2 separate regions of the Mus musculus genome follow, and region 2 is linked to region 1. The links are chromatin contacts, called in public HiChIP or PLAC-seq maps. All regions are on one chromosome and are shown on one strand. Each heading gives the region's core, a stretch centred on a gene start, on an enhancer-like site or on the middle of the called end of the contact. The rest is flanking DNA. Distances are from core to core; before and after follow the strand shown. Region 1 has its middle 42 kb from the start of Tafa4. Region 2 holds the start of Tafa4 (TAFA chemokine like family member 4).

Evidence for each region. HiChIP or PLAC-seq counts read pairs in DNA pulled down with a chosen protein or histone mark.
Region 2: an H3K27ac HiChIP or PLAC-seq map of embryonic stem cells shows a contact between it and region 1, with 14 read pairs. The contact joins the promoter of Tafa4 here to the enhancer-like site in region 1. A contact is called at or near these places in 17 of 39 promoter capture datasets (the 3T3-L1 cell line, 3T3-L1-derived adipocytes, the HPC-7 cell line and 10 more), 12 of 484 Hi-C or Micro-C datasets (embryonic stem cells and nephron progenitors), 6 of 115 datasets of contacts at active chromatin or transcription factors (embryonic stem cells and epiblast stem cells) and 2 of 9 other capture datasets (adipose tissue and pancreatic islet).

The regions. Positions count from the first base shown.
Region 1 is chr6:97,101,222-97,103,812 of GRCm38.p6, forward strand. No RefSeq gene overlaps it. Among named protein-coding and RNA genes, the nearest start is that of Tafa4, 42 kb to the left of the region's middle. Within about 2 kb of position 1,285, at least 27 of the 459 cell types and tissues checked have an H3K27ac peak or open chromatin away from gene starts, as enhancers often do. A contact at or near this core is called in embryonic stem cells, epiblast stem cells and stem cell-derived epiblast-like cells, where this site is marked.
Region 2 is chr6:97,059,135-97,061,725 of GRCm38.p6, forward strand. Tafa4 (TAFA chemokine like family member 4) reads right to left here and starts at 1,277. Exons shown (of 6, transcript NM_177233.5): 1 at 997-1,277.

The DNA of each region.
Region 1 (2,591 bases), core at 35-2,534:
TGATGAAGACATGATAGACATTGGGTGTAGTGACTCTGGCCATAATTGTGAAACGTCCTGGTTCTGTCCTGGCTAGTGGCCATGAATCCCAGCCTGGAGCTCTGAGCTCCTATATCTCCTCTCTTAAATGAGCACAGCTGCCCGGACTCTGTATTTAAGGCTGTCCCTGTAACTCCAGTCCAGACATTAATCCCTTCTGGTGAGCAGCTTTGGAATTTGATCTCTGGATTTTTGTGGTGGAAATGTTTCTAATCCCAACAGCACATCTCCTAAATTACTTTGGGGGAATCTCTTGAATGGGACATTATACAGTAGTTTTGGGGCCCACTGAGGATGGATATCGCGGGTCTCTTGAGGTCCATTAAGGGAAATCGATTTCTTCCTGCTCAAAAGAATGGAATCTACCTCTGACACTGGGCAGAGACATAAAAGCCTTAAGAGCCGATGCTTATGGAGTCTACCTCGGACCATGCTCAAAAGGCAGCTAGCTGTTTTGCTCCCGTTTCCTGTCTCCCGGCCACTTTCCACCGTCAGTACCCTTTTGCAGGATCCCCTGGTGAGAGGGTTTGTTTAGTTCCGGTTGCACCAACGTGGGTAGCAGCAGGAGGAGAGAGGGGCAGATACTGTCTCTTTCACAGCTGTGGAGGGTGGGAACCTCTTCCTAGGTGTTATCTTATTCCTTTGCTCTCTGGATTTATTATTTGCACCAAAAAGCATCCACTATAAAACTTTTCTTTCCCATACTCTGTTATTTGAATTGCAAAAACAAGGCAATCCTGGACCAGAGTATCAAGTAAACGGTAAATATGATAGGGTTACAAAGTGACTCCTGCCCGGAATTGATTTGCATAGAGAAGCCCGACAGGACAGAGCAAAGATCAGAGGCGCTCCATCATCGAGTCTTCTAGTCTTACAGGAAAGCAGATGTCATGACATCCTCATAAACCGGAGGAGGACCCCCTCCACCCTGCCCCCAGGAGCCCATCCATAAACACCTCTCTCTTGAAGCGTCTTGAGTCAATTCCCTCCCTGAATGCTGTAGAATATTACCTGGAGTTTTGAAAAATGATACGTAGACGAAGATATTTTCCCAGGACATTTACATTTTTCTATCATTGTGGAAGTGCTCTAACTGTGAATTAGAACTGGCTTTCCGCTTTCAGTCACTTCCCACCTGCCTCACCAGTCTGCGGGTTTTCAGGGGTGGAGCTGGGACTTCTGTCTGGTCTTCCCTTTCCCTCCTCGGCTGCCTTTCAAATGCTAATGCTGGCCTTTGGCTGCCTTGCCTTGGGTCTGTTCAATGCAGCCCTTGTCCGCTCTCATTCTGGTCTGTCATCTGCCTTATTTACATGTCTATACCACTTTAACTTTGGGTTTGCTTCTGGGACTTGCAAGAGTCACCTTTAACTTCATCTCCTATGAGCCAATTGTCTTCCAGTGGACATTCATCAAACCGGCCTAATTTCTCTGGCTAACGCTGCACACAGCTTAGATCTCTGCCCAAAACTGTGCACGATTCAAATTCTTTTTAGCGCCCTAGCAATTTAGTTTGCAGATTTCTCAATATGCTACAATTTCCTTTTGCCCATACTGGTCCTGTGATAGAATCAGCTGATGTCACTGCGGCTATATCAATCAGGATGACACTAAAAGTGGAGGAGACAGCCCAGGTCCCGCACCCTTGGTTTCAGTGAGTGTGGTTTGGCAATAACACTCCAGGGCTGGTGATGCTGCTATCAGTGCTGTTAGTGGTGGTTGTTTGTTTGTTTATTTGGACTCCTCAGTTCATAACCTGAACATACAAATGGTCTAGAGGATACTTGACAAGTGGCTTATAATTGACCTCATACAAGAAGGGTGCATAGACTTCGCAGAAGGACTTTGGCAATCTCTTTGTCAAGTGAAAAACACACCCAGCAGAAGCCACACAGTACATCCTATAGTCTCCATATCAACCAGGTCTTGGCCCGTCTATTTATCCGCACTCATTAACAGGGACCAGCTAACACACCTGAGTTAGTTCAACCAGCAACATGCAGCAGAGGGCTGCGTGACCGCTCAGTCAGTAAAACATTTGCCTTGCAAGCATGAAGACCTGCATTTGATCCTAGGACTCCACAGAAAAACTGAACACACTTGGCCTTGCACTTGTAATCCCTGCACTGGAAAGATAGAAACAAGGAGATGCCCAGAGCTCACTGAGCACCCAGCCTCGCCTAACGGATGCACTCCAGGTTCAATGAGATACCTTGTCTCAAAGGGGGTGGGGAATAGCGGGGGAAGAACATCTGACGTGCTCTCTGGCTTCCACACACATGTGCACACCCCCCCACACACACATACACATACACACACATACACATACAAATATGTATATGCATATACTAAGGTACAACTGACTGGAGGAACTGCACACCAAAGACACTGCCTACTGTCCTCTTCCCCAGAAGGAGGTCGTGTCACTTGTCCAAGAGGATTCTCACCTCACCATATTCATGTACCTTAAAAAAACTGATCACTTGAAGTGCAGTGTATAGTACGTCTTCCCATTTACAATTCAGCATACGACTAGTACGTCACAGGTGCTGAGA
Region 2 (2,591 bases), core at 27-2,526, 42 kb before region 1:
GAAATACCCCCTCTCCCACTGAGGCCGCCTCCAAGCAGGGATTTTTGCCTGTCACATCTTATTAACTTTGCTCTTCTCGGAGGGAAGGGCATTAAAAAGTTAAAAGCAAAAAGAGTTCTGGGATCAGTACGCTTCACCAAAAGGGATACTTCAGTCCCGGTGGGGGTTGGCACATGGCTGCTACTCCAAGAGTCTGTGAACTTGTACATATGCATATTTCTGGCTGATTCATAACTCAGCGTTCAAGGGAAAAAACACACTAACACACTAGCAAGAAGCTTGTGGCTTGGGCTGCCTTCCCAGGTGCAGGCTATAAAGCTTTCTATTTCCAATTCTCCAAGGACAAGCTTGGGTTAAAGACGCCCTGCGGTGCGGTGCGAGACAAGTGGCCATGTAACTGAAGCAAGAGGGAAATAAATTTTGAGGCGCTTGCAGCTTTGGTGGACAAAGCCGAGATGCCTCACCAGAACTCTAAGACCCTTCCCTGTTAACCACCTGCGCTCCCAGTCAGCCCAAGCTGTCGGAGGTCCAGGAACCAGCCCACCTACTTCCTCCTGCTGATACTTGTAAGGACCCCTGCTCGGATGCAAAAGGATGAGACCTCAGTGGCCAGACAGAAGCTCCAGCTCTTGGGGTGTTCGCCCTGAGACTGCTCACCCCAGTTCATCAAGTGGCTGCCTCAGCACCAGTAGGGCTCCAGAGTCTGAACTCCCAAATTGGAAGTGGCTGCTGCCCGCCGTCCCTACTCATAACCCCTAGCTGCACGTCGTATCCTTCTCAGTGTCTCTTCTAACTTTAGGATGCACGCGGCTGATTCAAGTACTTCCCCCTGCTCCCTGCTAAATGCTGGAGTGACTAGGGCTAGCTACACCGAGACTAGTGAAACTGAAATTAGCCCCAAAGGCCACTCTTCTCGCGGAGACCATGCTTAAGCATAAGGTTCAAGGCTGCTCTAACCCCTTCTCCCGCCAGCTCTACCCCAGAGCCCATTCTTACTAGACTAGAAAGAGCAGCCGAGTCAGATCCGGGAGTCCAGAGTGAAGCGCCGATCACAGCACTGAAACCAAAGGATGCTCAGCTGGCGACTTGCGCCCATCACCCTCTTAGTACGGCCGAAAGTGGGGAAAGTTCCGGTGCTGCTGCAAAGAGAAGCCAAAGCTACCGTGGGAAGCGCCGTGTCTTAAAGAAGAAACATTGTCCCAGCCAGATCCCAGAGGGTGCAGACAGCCCTGCGCGCCCAGCAAGTGCGCCCCGTCCAGGGTGGCTCCAGGCTAGCAGTGCAGAAACCAGCCCAGAGCTAGCTGACCAGGAGGAGCCCGGCTGGCCGCTGACAGCGCTGATTGGCCAGACTGCCCGATTGCTGGCGCCCTTGTCAAACCCCGCAGTCCACGTGGGCCTGTCCTCTGAGCCCCACCCCCCCTCCACCCCTCTTCCCTCACCTCCCTACCGTACTGCTGTGTGCGCCTCTCCTAAGCGAGCGCCTCGCTGTGGCCACTACTCCGCAGGTGCTGGAGGAAAGGTGTTGATTCTTCTGAACACCTGAGAGCCAAGTTAAGCCCTGCAAACGGTAGGAGAATTTGGGGTTCCGCTCCCAGTTGAAACCATTTCCTCCACAGAGGTCCCACTACAGACTGCAAGCAGGCATCTTCTAACGTGTGCAAAAGCAGTCTGGCTGCATGCGTAATGTCTTTGCGTGAGAAAAAGAGAAAACTTGACACACAGGTTAATAGCTAAATGATTTTCTAAAACAAAAACAAACAAACAAACAAACAAACCTGTTTTAATGGGACTCATTGCCTAAGCATGCCAGAGACCAGCACTAGCACTACATAAAACTAGATGCAGTGATGCAGTCTGTGACCCTAGCAGGAGGATCAGAAGTTCAAGGTCATCTAGACGACATAGCGCGTTTACCGTTAGCCTGAATCCTGTCTCTAAAATCCAGTTCTTTGATGCCTTACCTCTACCTTGTTTCCAGCCCCATCCAATCGCTTTTCCCTCTTCCCTCACAGAAGTAACCAACAATCAGCGGCATTTAAACAGTATCTTCTCTCATCTGACCGCCATTGTATAGATGAGAAAACTAAGGCTCAGAGAGGCTAAATAATTTGCTCACAATTGTGGAGTTAATTAGTAGTAGTACCGCTTATATTTGACCCCGGTTAGCAAGCACGTGCCTTCTCTCTGAGACCAGGCTAGAATTTTGGACTTTCAGGCTCCACCCTAGAACCAGAATTTTCATTTAAACTCAAAGTCCCCATGTGGTTGTTATATGCATGCAGTTTGAAAACCACCATTCTCTGTCACCGTGCTGTCCTCTGCCACTGGCTAACAGCTCCCCCCACCCCACCCCCAGTCCTTTTATTTTTCATTGAATTAAAATGATGAGCCATCTACCGCAGACGCATCCACATATATCCACTTTCTCTCCCTGCTGCTTGGTCTCATCCAGGCCACTGCCCTTGTTTCCCACGCCTCCTGCCACACACACAAGCCACACCACATTATTTCCCTGATTGCAAAACAGTGACAATCCCTGGCTCTTTTGTTATCAAAATTGGGGCCTTGCAAAGTCAGTCACGCTATTAAAT